Linked DNA regions of Zea mays: region 1 is linked to region 2. Evidence: chromatin contacts called from public Hi-C data. All regions are on one chromosome and are shown on one strand. The core of a region is the stretch at or near the end of the contact, and the rest is flanking DNA. Distances in the headings are between cores, read along the strand shown.

What was found. A called contact is a pair of places that touch in the nucleus more often than the background predicts.
Region 1: a Hi-C map of leaf shows a contact between it and region 2, with 8 times the contacts expected there. The contact joins the promoter of LOC103641608 here to the promoter of LOC100279316 in region 2. A contact is called at or near these places in 14 of 25 Hi-C or Micro-C datasets (ear, endosperm, leaf and 3 more) and 2 of 3 datasets of contacts at active chromatin or transcription factors (leaf and seedling).

What each region holds. Positions count from the first base shown.
Region 1 is chr10:114,988,348-114,995,423 of Zm-B73-REFERENCE-NAM-5.0, reverse strand. It overlaps LOC103641608, which reads right to left and starts at 4,073. Exons shown (of 9, transcript NM_001301450.1): 1 at 3,963-4,073; 2 at 3,648-3,870; 3 at 3,292-3,540; 4 at 3,159-3,209; 5 at 2,811-3,071; 6 at 2,678-2,730; 7 at 2,306-2,420; 8 at 1,971-2,225; 9 at 960-1,873. The coding sequence starts at 4,073. The coding sequence ends at 960. It also overlaps a transcript of LOC100192920 not described here.
Region 2 is chr10:114,818,150-114,824,601 of Zm-B73-REFERENCE-NAM-5.0, reverse strand. It overlaps LOC100279316 (SNF4), which reads left to right and starts at 1,251. Exons shown (of 13, transcript NM_001360964.1): 1 at 1,251-1,593; 2 at 1,712-1,787; 3 at 3,230-3,403; 4 at 3,497-3,613; 5 at 3,689-3,748; 6 at 4,048-4,137; 7 at 4,211-4,330; 8 at 4,852-4,993; 9 at 5,097-5,270; 10 at 5,840-5,903. The coding sequence starts at 1,526.

The sequences.
Region 1 (7,076 bases), core at 2,824-5,323, 170 kb before region 2:
TCTAAAAAAATCTAAATATTACCATAGCCTGCTAAGCCTAGAAAATATTTGGTTAGTCCCACATCTAAGTATCCTCAAAATGCCTTGCTGTTGCTGATCAACAGGAACCATGTTAAACCTTCCATACCTCGGTACTGTACTAGGTCTCATGCAGTAGCCCATGGTGGATTTGTATGCACGTGTCTGATCATTGGCGTTATTTGGCAGTCTCCATGCCAGTACTACCTTCGGTATATCCTTTGCCTCCAGAATATTTGTCAGACTTGATCTTTAGCATTAAACAGATATATAAATGTAATGGGGATATATAAATGTTCACTGGTCCTTTCTCCCTTCTCTGCTGTTCTCTGTTGCAGTGATGTTAGCTCACATACATGTATGGGATGGATAGCTTGATCTGCTCCCATTGTAGGGGGCGATGCTAAAGGTAAAACACAATCGATAGCTTGATCTACTCGCTGATGAAATTCACGTGGGCTAGGTGGATCAAACACAATCGGCTGATTAAGGGAGGACGACGATAGAAGAATTTAGTGGATGCGCGATGACGATGATGCAAACGTTCAGACAGGGGATCGGGAATTTTCTGTTGTAGCATTCGTGCAAACCGTCGTGAATCCAGTCAATACAGCACGTGTACAAATATCAAAGCTGCAGGTTTCACTGTGCAGTGCGCACCGCTGTGACAGACTTCTAATATTGTAACTCAAATATTAAAACTTGAACTCATGATGTACCACCAATAAGGGAGTTGCCCCCCAGCAAATGCGACAACTGAATAGGATCTATTGGCTTAACAAGGACATAGCCCCTGCTGAGATCGATTTCATAGATACCATGTGGAAGGAATAAAATTGAATAATTTACATTGAATCTTGAATCTCTCGATATACATAAACTTTATATGACTTCAGGCCAAGTTGATACATAGGATTGTAACTTGAGGCCCAGCATAATCCCTATATCTCGTATGTTATCCCTACTTTGAGTAGTTGGTCTTTCGGAATGGAGAGCACCTTCTCCCCCTCCGTCAAGTTCTTCCTCAAGAATGCGTAGACATAGTCTACCACTATCTTCTTTGCGGCAGATGATTCTGGTCCTGCAATGACATTGGCTTCCCCCATAAGGTAGACCACCCCTCGCTCCATCTCCTTGTCAATCATTTGCTTTTCCTTTTCGACCCAACGAGCCAAATCATGGCCAGACACCTTGGGATCGGTCAGCTCCTTGGTATCTCCAGCTGTAGAGTTCGTCTTAAACGCAGCCTCATCTTGGATGAACGTCTTTAGGCTCTCCATGAGGAACCCTTTGAACAGCCCCGACTCCTCTAGCTTGTCACAGTACCCATACCTCGCCACACACCGGAACATCCGGTGCTCCCTCGGGCCGACCTGCCGGAAGAGGAACCGCTCCACAGGGGCCACGTGTGGGATCGGCAGGTGCTTGATGGACATGAACAGGAAGACCGCGTGCACGGAGGGTATCCTCTGCACCAGACGTGGAAACACGGGGGTGATGCCTTGGACCAGGTCCGAGTAAAGGAGGCCCACCCCGGGGATCCGCCGCACCTCATGCTTCTCAAGCAGCGTTGTCACTTCGTTGGCTGGCACGACGTGGTCCAGCTCGTACCAGTACTTCATCACGTGGACGTAGTGCCATGTGATCATCAAGGCCATGAGGACAAGCGAGAAGCAGAACGGCAGGTACCCGCCTTGGATGAACTTGGTCAGTATGGATGAGAGGTAGACCAGCTCTATGGAGCTGAACACCACGTAGAAAAGCAAGACGATGATGAAATTCTTCCTCCACACGAGTAACATCACAATGGTCGTCAGGTGGGTGGTGATCGAGAACACGGTTACCACACAGATCCCTGCACACCACCCAGAATCAAATGACATGAAATGTATAACTTCTGTCTGTCTGTTCTGGGTTGCCAAAAACAAATTCTGGACCTTCTAGTTGCTTACCATAAGCGTTGCCGATTTCGGTGGTGGTTCTGAAGGTGATCGTGACGATGATGCTTGCTAATCCCATCAAAAAGTTCACTTCAGGAATGTAAACCTGGCCCTCGTAGCTCTTGGATGTATGAATCACCTGGACACTGGGGAAACAGCCAAGAGACAAAGCCTTGGAGAGGATGGCGAATGCGCCTGACAGCATGGCTTGGCTTGCGATGATAGCCGAAAGGATGGCGATAATGAAGGTTGGCCAGAACATTAGCTCTGCGTTAGAACATTATGTTAGCTCGTTATGCATTGTCGTTTCCATGAAGCAAAACTGTACGCCTAATTCATAGTAGTACCTGGGATGGATCTAAAGAAAGTGTCTGCGACACTCTCTGGGAATTTCCTCAGGTAAGCTGTCTGTCCGATGTAACACAGTGCCACGGAGGGGAGCAAGACAGTGCTAAAGCTGATCTGTAGGTGAAAACACAGCGAATGTTGTGAGCTATTTCTGTTTGGCAAGCTTGGAATTTGATTCCTGTAAAATCGGATGCTTTATTTTGAAGGAACAGAATGGAACCAGTTTAAAAGTAAAATGGGTGTATTTGAAAACTTTACAGTGGCATAGTTTAAAAGCAAAATGGATGCTTCTAACTAAACTAAAATTGGAGGTAGAGTTGGGAGAATCAACATGGTGAAGCGAAGAGCATGGGTGTGAATGTCCTTGTTACCTGAATGGCCTTGATATTGAAATGGCTTAGGTCTGCATACATTCCTTCTGTGCCTATTGCATATGACAACAGCCCATTGAGATTGTAGACTAATAACTACCATCGCAATTGCACTTTTCGATGTAAAGTTTACCTGTGACACACAAGATAACGCCACCCAGTGAAACCCATCCATCCTTCCCATTCCTTCTGAAGTAATCCACTATGTACATTGGATTGAAGGCTCGGAGAACACCGATCTCGTGCACAATGAGGTTATACATTCCAATGCCAGCAATAAGAAAAAACCATAGTGTGATGATCGGAGCAAAGGAATACCCGACCTTGTCTGTACCATAGCGCTGGACCGAGAAGAGCGCGAACAAAATCGGCACTGAGATCCAGACTACCTGCGCTGCACGAAAAGTGACAGCAAACAATTTACATGTTGAACAAAGCGTACCAACTGATCAATGTCTGTAGGAGCTCTTTTTTCACATACTTTCAGTTAAGCTTGGCACCTTCTCCCTGATCCCACTCACTGCAGAGAGCACTAGAAAAGCAAGAAACACGTTAGGATTTTGAATACTGGATACGAATGTGCTTATGACTTCTCCGTATACTGTTTCTGTTACCAGAAATTGATGGTGTCAAGGTTCCATCCCCCATCACCATTGATGTGCCAAGGATTGTAATGATAAAGAGGCTAATCTTTGCCGCCTTGCTAGACTCGAGCTTCTGCTTCAGCCACTGTGCCACCCTCAGTTCCGGACTGGGCGCTTCGATGCCATAATTTGACACCATGGCATCCTCAGCCTGCTGATTTGGTATCAGCCTTACCTTGGAGTGCCGCGATATAAGTGAGTAGAGGGCGAACGTGCCACCTAGAACAGCAGTATGTTGCTGTTAAATGTGAAGTACCGAATAAACAGCAGGAATATGGTGACTACAGCAGGTTGACAGGTTGAAATTTCCTGTCTTATGAGCTTACCATCTCCATTGTCATCTGCATAAAGCACAATGAAGACGTACTTGACCATTGGTATCAGGATTAGGGTGTAGAGGATGAGGGAGAGGACGCCAAGTAGGTCATCCTGGTCCTTGATGCCATCAGGGAAGGTGCTGGATATCGCATAGAGTGGTGATGTCCCGACGTCCCCATAGATGATGCCAATGCTCTGAAATGCAAGCTGCAGCAACCGCGGCCAGCCTCCCTGTGTCACCATAAGTTTTATTGTAGTAAATTTTTTCTGTCAGTGACGGTGCATCTTTGCAACACGGTAACCAAGTTGCCTGGGAAGCAGACCTCAGAGCCATGGTGCTTGAAGCCGGAGACCTTTTCTGCATCACCATAGAGTGAATCCTGTCGCTTGAGCTGCTTGGTCGTTTCTGGTGGCTTCTCAACTTCTAGAGACATCTGTGCTCTCTCGTCACATATGACACCTTCGGACAATTAGGAGGTTATTGGAATGTATGAAAAATCTGCAAACAAGATTTCAACCGCAACGCTTGAATAATCAGGTGGTGAATACAGAACCTAAGATCATTTTTAGAAAATTACAAAGTAACCCAAGCATCTCAAATCCTCAGCTGGCCAGGAATTGAATCAACCGCTAAACAAAAAGGTGAAGAGGATCACAAACCCTGTTCAGAAATGCGGAGTCGACGAAGGTTCGGGAGCCGAACCAGCAGCAGTGAGTGCCGGGGAAGACAGCGGCGCACACGTCGGTGAGAGGGTACGAAGTCCGCGTCGTCTCGGCGGTGGGAGGCAACGGGGGCGGAGAGGTAGGAAAGCAAGAGGCGGACATGAGCGTTCCGTACTTATAGGTCCGGTGGTCGCGCCGCGACGCACGGAGCTGGGGTTGGATGCTTGGACGAGCGCCCGCGAACCACGGGAGACGGAGGGAAGGGGTGGTGCCATGCTCGGTGGCCGGAACTGGGAAAGCGGAGCGGAGTGGAGCGTTTCGTAACCACGGCTCTGGAGCCAGACACGTGTGGGGTGAACGAGGGGAGGGATCCACTGTTCCGAAGAGATGAAAACGGACGAAAACCGTCCGAAAAAACTTTCTTCCATTTCTGTTATTATTTTTTTTTACTGAAAACAGGACAGTGGAAACGAGAACAGTTGTGAATATACGGTTACACAAAAACTAAAACAAACTGATATGCAGGGAAAACGAGCGGCAAATAAGGACCGTATTTGTTTCAGCTTTTTTCTGATTCTGTGTAACACCTAAAATCTTATTTTGGAAACATAATAAAATCATCTAAAATTTTTGAATTGAAAATGTGTTTTAAAACAAGAATCTCTTATCTTTGGAGCCACTTCTTCAAAAATAGATAGGTTCTATAATAAAAAAATTAAAAAAAGATTTCTTATATGAATTAAAGTAAACCTTGGTAAAGGCTATATGTTAAGTTCCTCAAAGTAAATAAGTAATGGATATTAATTTTGAATTAACTTACAATTATATTACACATTCAAAATACTATATTCCTATAAAGAATTGTGTATGTGTTCCATGGTTTAAGCATATCCCTAAATAAATAATTAACATATAAAATAAACATGACTTGCATCTCATGTTGGGTTCTTTATATATTGCATCATGTTGGAATTTTATTGCTTGTGCACTTAATATTGCAATCTTAAACATATAATTGTATTTGAATTTGGTTTTGTGAATTAAAATAAGAAAATAGAAATGGAAAACAAAAGGAGAAAACCCTTACCCAGGGGCGACGACAGGGGGCAATGTCCCCCCTAATGCTCCCCTAAATCTATAGGATATGTTAGTTTTTTAACTAATTCTCATGTAAATAGTGCAAAAAATACTTCTAATAGCCCCCCTAATCTAATTTGGTCCCCCTAATTTTAGATCCTGGCTTCGCCCCTGCCCTTACCTGCGCGGCTGCGCCTGGGCCAATTACTCAGCCTAGTAGCCTTCTAAAAGCATCTAGAGCACTAGTTAGTTTTAGTGATTAATGACAACATGAGATTATTTGTGACTAACATGTGTTTTGCAGAACAAATGGTAAGTTAGGTCACAATGCAGGGAGCTACACTCCAACAAGCGAAAACAATCCCTCAGATCAGAACTTGAAGCGACGACTGGAAAAGATGAATCAAAAGACGAAGGTCTTCATATCATAAGTGTCGAAGGAGTTGTGGGACACTTGGTATAGAGTTAGGATTTTTATTTTTACTTTATCCATACTATAAAGAGGGGTTGTAGATGAGTAATTTGACCAAGAGATAACTAGTGTAGTGTCGGTGCATGTTCACACTTAAAACTAGTGCTAGGTGTCACTCAAGATCTCACTCACAAGTTGGAATCAAAATTGGTTTAGAAAAATCCAAGGAAAAATAGAGTGTTGCTGCTCTGGGGACACCAGACTGTCCGGTGGTGCCCTATGCAGCCGGCTAGAGAACGCTCAAGTGCACCCGTGAGCAAACAGGAAGCGTCAGCCGTTTTTTAGAGGCACAGGAATGTCCGATGTGTACCGGACATTCATTGTACAATGTACGATGCTCCTCCATGTAATAGCTAGTTGTCAGAACTAGCCATTGGGAGCGCTCAGGTGGCACACCTGGCTGTCCGGTGCGCCCATGTGCAGAAAACCATGTAACTACTAGTTTGGGTGGTTTATTTATTCCTGCTCCACCAGTCATATTTATTGTCTTGTTGTCTCAATTAACAAGCATTCATTGCTAGAGCATTGCAAGTCCACAAAGTCTAGTGAGGTGATTAGGAAAATCATAATCCCATGTTAGGACCTCATTAGTGCGCATGAGAGCCACCTAGAGCACACACAACATGCATTAGACTTATTTTGGTCAAGTGAAAGTCTACAATTTATTACTCTTGGTGATTGACATCACCTAGATGGCTCGGTGGCGATTGGAGCTCGGTGATCACCTGGGAGGATTTGTTGGTGACCCGACTCGGTGATTGTACGCGGTCGTGAGGGATCCACTATGCCGGAGAGGCAAAGGATCATCTCATAGTGAGCACTTGGTTCTTTCAAGGACCAAGAGGGAGTGATACCCTTGTGCAGGTGCTCTAACGTGTACTAGTGAAGAGTGCCGACTCTTCGACACCTCGGAAAAAATTGGAGGAGTTTTCTTGCCCCTACTTTATATTCCACATTTACTTTAAGCAATTTAATTTGTGTATTTGCATTGCTAGTATTTGCCATGACGACTTAGGGTTTGCTTACTGTTTCATAGCTTTTATATTCTAGTTAGTAGTTGGGTAAAGTTGGGCTCTTGTTTTGGGTTTAATCTTTCGCAAGAATTTTTGAGAAGCCCAATTCACCACCCTCTTGGCATCGTGATCCTTTCACCTTCCTCAACCCATTTTCATCAGACCAACCTAGGCTTCCTCGCGTGGCCCAATTTCCTCCCTTCTCACCAATC
Region 2 (6,452 bases), core at 2-2,501:
CGAATATGCACAGGTACGAATTCGAATGCCACAGTTTACCATATTTTAGTCCGAATTTGAATACAAATTTGAATATCTTCGCTATGAATACAAAACGGATAGTCGAATCTGAATTCTTATTCGGATATTTACTCAATTCCACTCAAACAACGTACCCTAAAAATTTAACATATGTATATGTGGATTTTTATTTAAGTACAAGTTTATAAATAGTCAATAGATAGTCAAAACAAACTTAAATTAAAATAGATTTCTCGTGATCCTCCATATCCAAGTCAACAAAATTATATAAACAATATTTTTAAACTATCGAAGCATGTAACAAAAGATAAACAACAACACGTGATATTTAATGCGTGACATTTGTACAAATACAAGTAAATTAGAATTGATATAAAATAGTAAATGTACCAAGAAAAACAAATTTTCTATTCTAAAATGAATGAATGTCCTATATAAATGTGTGTACCAAAACTTAAATGAAAACTTGAAGAAATTTATTTATATATTGTAAAGTGGAGAGTTATAGTTGAATGTTTATGGAACTTCCTTGAGATGTGTCCACTATATAGATAAAATGGAGAGTTATAATTGAATGTTTAAGAAAATCTATTGAATTTTAATATTGAATATCACTAGAAATATAAGGTTTATATATTTATTTATTTATCATATAAATATATTTTAATAAATGATATATATATCATTTTTCTAGTATATTATTAAACTTAAAATCATTTTTAATTAGTAATTAGTGATAAGTTAAGTTTGAAATGGTTTCACGAAACATATTTTTTTTCACGGATACGAATAGCATCAGATGTTTTAATGATTTTTTCGAATACGAATATGGAATCGGATAGAGAAAAGTACTATAAATTAAATTCAAATACATCCATTTGATATCTATATTGAAATCGAATACGGATATTGATATCTATATTAGCAGTTTTAACGAATACAAATACAAATATTTCGGATATTCAGACATCTATTTCCAGCCCTACCAAAGAACCAGCGCCGTCGGTCCAGCACGCCAGGCAAAGCGCCCCCCACAGATTTCAGTGCAAAAAACCAATAAAGAAAAGAAGAAAAAAAGAGAGGGCGGAAACGAGAAAACCAGTGGCAACACTGGGCAAGCGAGGCGACGAGACTGCCGTACCCTCCAACAACCCAAAGCAGAAACCAACAAAACAAGGCGGGGACGGCGTAAGCAGGCGCACACGCGCTCCAACACCCAGGTTTCTCTCTCCTCACTCCTCCTTCGCTTGTCGCTCCGCTTCACCCCAGCAGGGCAGAGCCCCGCTCTCCCTTCACACCAAAGATTTCCTCTTCCGCGTGCGCTTCCCTTTGCCCCGCTCTCCCCCAGCCTCGCTCGCCATATAATACGGGCCGGCCGGCCGGCCAGCTGGGTCCCCGCGGATGGGCTCGGTCTCGCGAGGCTAGGGTTTGGTCGGTCGTCTCGCCGGCGTCGAGGCCGCCAGCGCTGCTAGCTAGCTCTCTCGCGTTAGGGTTCCCCGTAGCCATGGTGCTGCAGCGCTTCTCGTGGCCGTACGGCGGCCGGAGCGCCACCTTCTGCGGTAGCTTCACCGGGTGAGTACGACCACGCAGAGGTTCCATGTCGTGGCGGGGGAGTGCTTGGCCTCGGTGGCTGAGGGTGAGGGGTGTAATGCTGTTTCCTTGTTCCTGCTCTTGTTTGCTGTGGCTGCAGGTGGAGAGAGTGTCCCATGGGGCTGGTCGGGGCCGTGTTCCAGGTCGTCTTCGATCTGCCCCCCGGAGTTTACCAGGTGGGTCGCTGCGCGGATTGCTCTGATTCAGCTCGCCCTTTGCTCTGTGCTTTGTTAATTGCTTTCGTCCTTTCCACTGCTTGTTACTCTGCTCTGGCTAGCTAGGCCTCATAGTCCTTGGTGGTATCCTTCTACATAGAAGTAAGACTTTTAGTTTTGCATGATTGACGTCCTTGTTAGTGTGGCTTGTTACTTTCCATGATTGTCTAGAAACGAGCTTGGTGTGTTTTGGCTTGTATATCATGACGAACTAGTTTCTCCTATGTTTGGTGTGGGGTGGGGTGGCAATGCATCTCGGTTAGTTGGTAGTTGTGGCAGGTGGGTGTTGTCATGTTGAGGTTCTCGGCAGACGTATGTTTGGAGAGCTATTCTATTTCTGCACAAACTGCTGTACCTGCTGGATTTTGGTGTGGCGCGTAAGGGTTAGTGGTTAATAAATGCTGGGATGGCGGTCTTATGTGAACTGACCATTGGAATTAAGCGTCTTGTATTCTTGTGATCTCAATATACATGGATCATGGGCGGTATCAGGCATTGCCAACTATTGATACGTTACATGGCCCTTTACTTTCCGTGTCCATATTTGAATTTAGCAGCCAGATGAAATCTCCTGGTTAAAACTTGCCTGATTTGGTACTGTAGTTCAATCACGAGTTCTAACATTGCGTAAACCACAGACAGATGTATCCATAGCATGAACTTGAACATTATCCATAGCTAGATATAAAGTGTTATAAAGTTTGTATCCTATAATGGCAGACCTAGCATAGGTGTTGGAGGACAGCCCACATCCCACTGTCTCTTTCGTTTCCGACAAGATGTTTTGGCCGTTACATAATGCCTGTAAGGTAGAATGCCATTGCAGTTGTTGCATCAGAAAGCAGCCATTTAACGCCATTGTAAAGTGAGTGATGATTAAATACAGCCACACTTCTGTCTCTCAGGTTTCTGTACATGGAGTTTTTATTGCACCTCTTCTTCCCCAGCAATTAGTACTTGCAGTTAGATTAAATGAATCCTGAATGCCCCTTAACTGTTGGCTTTACATGGAACTACTTTTGCATATACCAGACAACTATTTTGAACTTCAATATGTTTTTCAATTCCAGCAATTGATCGAAACATGATATATTTGACATATTCACGATGGATTTGTGTATTTGATGTGTCGCTTTTTCATCTATCAATGTAATTCTTGGACATAACATTGCGCACAGGTACCAAATTCACACCCTTGTTATTGCAAGTTCTGTAAATCATGATGTTCACATGTGATGGTTTGATTCCGTTCAATGGTTAGCAAGCTATTTGAACATGATACTGTAGTAGTGCACATTTGCTGTACAAATGCCCACTGCCCAGCTATTTGCATAAGATATTCTGTTTCTCCTGTGGCATTTTCTGTGCCACATACATTTATATGGCATTTTTGTGCAATTCAGTACCGGTTTTTGGTTGATGGTGTCTGGAGGTGTGATGAGACAAAACCCTTTGTACGTGATGAATATGGACTGATCAGCAATGAAGTGCTTGTGGAAAACAATGTACAACCTGTTGTGCAGCCAGAGCCTTCTATCAGAGGAACTAATATGGATAAGGGTACCATTTTGAAAACAGTATGTCTCAGAAGTTTAACATTATATTTTCTTGTTCTCCATATTCCTGATAACTAATGGTCTGTTATTTACTGTGGCCTTAAATAAACAAAGATGCCCCCGGAGCCATCATCTCAGAACCCAAGCATGCAAATAGCAGTTATCCGCCATGTGGTCTCTGGAATATTATTACACAATACCATATATGACGTTGTTCCCCTTTCTAGCAAGGTTAGGTTTATTTCTTGCAAGCCAGCACTTCTCTTTAGACTATGTGTATAATCGGATTTCATATGAACATTTCAGTTAACAGTTTTGGACACTCAGCTTCCTGTTAAACAAGCATTTAAAATAATGCATGATGAGGTATGTATGTTACTGTGCTTGCTAGAGTTGCTTCAAATAGTTCACTTTCCCTCTATGGTGCTTGTTTGCTCTCATTTCAACTTTGCTCTGTTTTTAATTTCATTTTGAAGAATTTTTAAAGGTGTGCTAGCAATTATTTGCCTTTTTAAGTAGCAGTTTAATTTGTTTTCCTATTATGTTTTGCAGTTTAAAAACACAACAAAATCGCTCCTAGAAGCAGGCACTTCTTTCATCTGCACTGCATACGTGGCATCAGTTTAATAATTTAAGAATAGCTTCAAACCTTTTGTGTCTCATAGGGTCTTGCTCTGGTTCCTCTTTGGGATGACCGTCAGGGAACCATAACAGGCATGCTCACTGCATCAGATTTTGTTTTAATCTTGAGAAAGGTGGGTGGAATAAATTACTTTGTTTCTTCTTGGAAGGATTTTATGTTCTTACTAATTATCATTTGCTATGCAGTTGCAGAGAAACATTCAAGTTATTGGCAACGAAGAGCCCATTTCTGCTTGGAAAGAAGCAAAGCTACAGTTCTATGGTGGGCCTGATGGTGCTGCCATGCAGAGAAGGCCATTAATCCATGTACTTCTCCATATATTTGCTGATTCTTTCATTTGATTCAATGTGTAAGCAGTTGCAAGATCAGCACTTTCATAATATAAATATATTACCTGTATGAAATTCTAGATATGGTCTCCAATACAACATTAAGCATTTAAGCTTGATGCCGTTTGTGTTAAAAAAATTACAAATCATCTTATGTCTTGAAATAAGATAAATTGACACTATTGCCATCATTTCCTAAAAAAATATCAAATGATTGTAGGAAAATATATATGGTCATGATGACTGACATTGTCAATGAATCAAGATAAACATAGATATATATTTTTTGGAATATCATGTCCCTATAATTATTTGAACTGCAGTTTTGAGTTTTGTGTATTTCATCATCTATATTATTTCACATGAGTTTGTATGTGTGTGTGTCGGGGGTGGGGGTTTCACAGTAGTTTAATTTGAATGTTTTGTATTGATTGTAACTAAGGTGTAATAGTATATATATATTTTTAAATCTTATGGTGTTAAATGTCTTTCTTCAGGTTAAGGATTCAGATAATTTAGTGGATGTGGCACTGACTATAATCAGAAATGAAATATCTTCAGTTCCTATCTTTAAGTGCATGGCAGATTCATCAGGGGTGCCTTTCCTTAATCTTGCAACCTTACAGGGGATCTTGAAATGTATGATATTGTTTTATAAGATTATAATACTGGTTCATATTTGATTAATTTCACATGTGTGCTGAGTTGTATGTTCTTTTTTTATCTTGGTGATACCTTTTAGTTCTTTGCTCGAAGCTACAAGAAGAGGCTGAGGGCTGTTCCCTTCTGCACAATCAGCTTCTCAGTATTCCTATTGGTACATGGTCTCCACATACGGGGAGGTCAAGTAGCAGGCAACTCAGAACTTTGCTACTGAGTTCTCCTCTAAATACCTGCCTGGATATTCTGCTTCAAGGTACGCTGACATTTCAGACGCAACATTTGTATTGATACTTTCAACTGATTCTTTGGATCATAAACGACAATCACGAACTATGCAATAAACTTCAGTATGTGATTTGTTCTTCTTGAAGATTACATATAATAATTTCAGTTCAACAGTAAACGTATGAACTAATGTACCATGGAAAATACATAAAATTACACCTGAAATGATCAGTAGGATCATGCATCAGCCTCACATCACTTTAGTCTTCAGATCTGTATAGATTCCTGCAGAACTTGCTAAGTGTTACACCCAGATCTGTATACTTTGCTCCCTACAAATTGGTGTTATTTTGCTCCTGCAGTGGCACATTAGGAAATGCATTTTACTAGCCATTTGGAGAACTTAGTGAGCAAGGTCGTATCAGTATAATTTATGCAACATTTTAGATGGTTTTGTTAATCTACTACTCTAGTGAGGATTATTTTTTGGCATGTGCTGTCAGCCTGTCCTTTTTGGCATGTGCTGCTTCCGAGCTGTCATTTTTATAAAGTAATGGTTGCTGAATTGAACTATTATGTCTATTCATTCTTCTCCAGATAGAGTAAGCTCAATTCCTATAGTTGATGACAATGGATCCCTCCGTGATGTCTACTCACTCAGGTTTGCATACTATAACATTTACTTTTGCCATGCTGCTATCCTGTTCTATTTTTCTTGTACTCCCTCCAACCAAACATATTGTGGTATTTGACTTGCACAGTCTTCCATGCATATATTTGACCATTAGTTTCTTCTATAGTATATTATTAAAATCCTTCAAAGTATGAGTTTTTTCAAGTATTTTCCAATAGAATTCTACACATTTAACCTACATGTTTTCAGACTAAATAATTTAAAAGTTATTGATGTCCTTAGCTTTTAAAGCTTTACTAAATTTTGTCCTAAATGACATGTTTTTATGACTGTAGGTAGTACTAATGAAACCAATTAGCCTCGGCCCGTTGAATTGTTGCATTGTGGCTATGGTGCTATGCACCTTTGTACAATGGCGCAATGCACCTCAAATTAAAACCATTTTGAAGATATTATTCCTTATACGATTTTATGTTATTTCCAACATTGAAAGCAATGCTTATTTTGGGCACCTATGGCTTGGTTTTTGGAAGGGGTGTGTATTTTGAGATTCTTGAGATGATATATAGGGAGCAA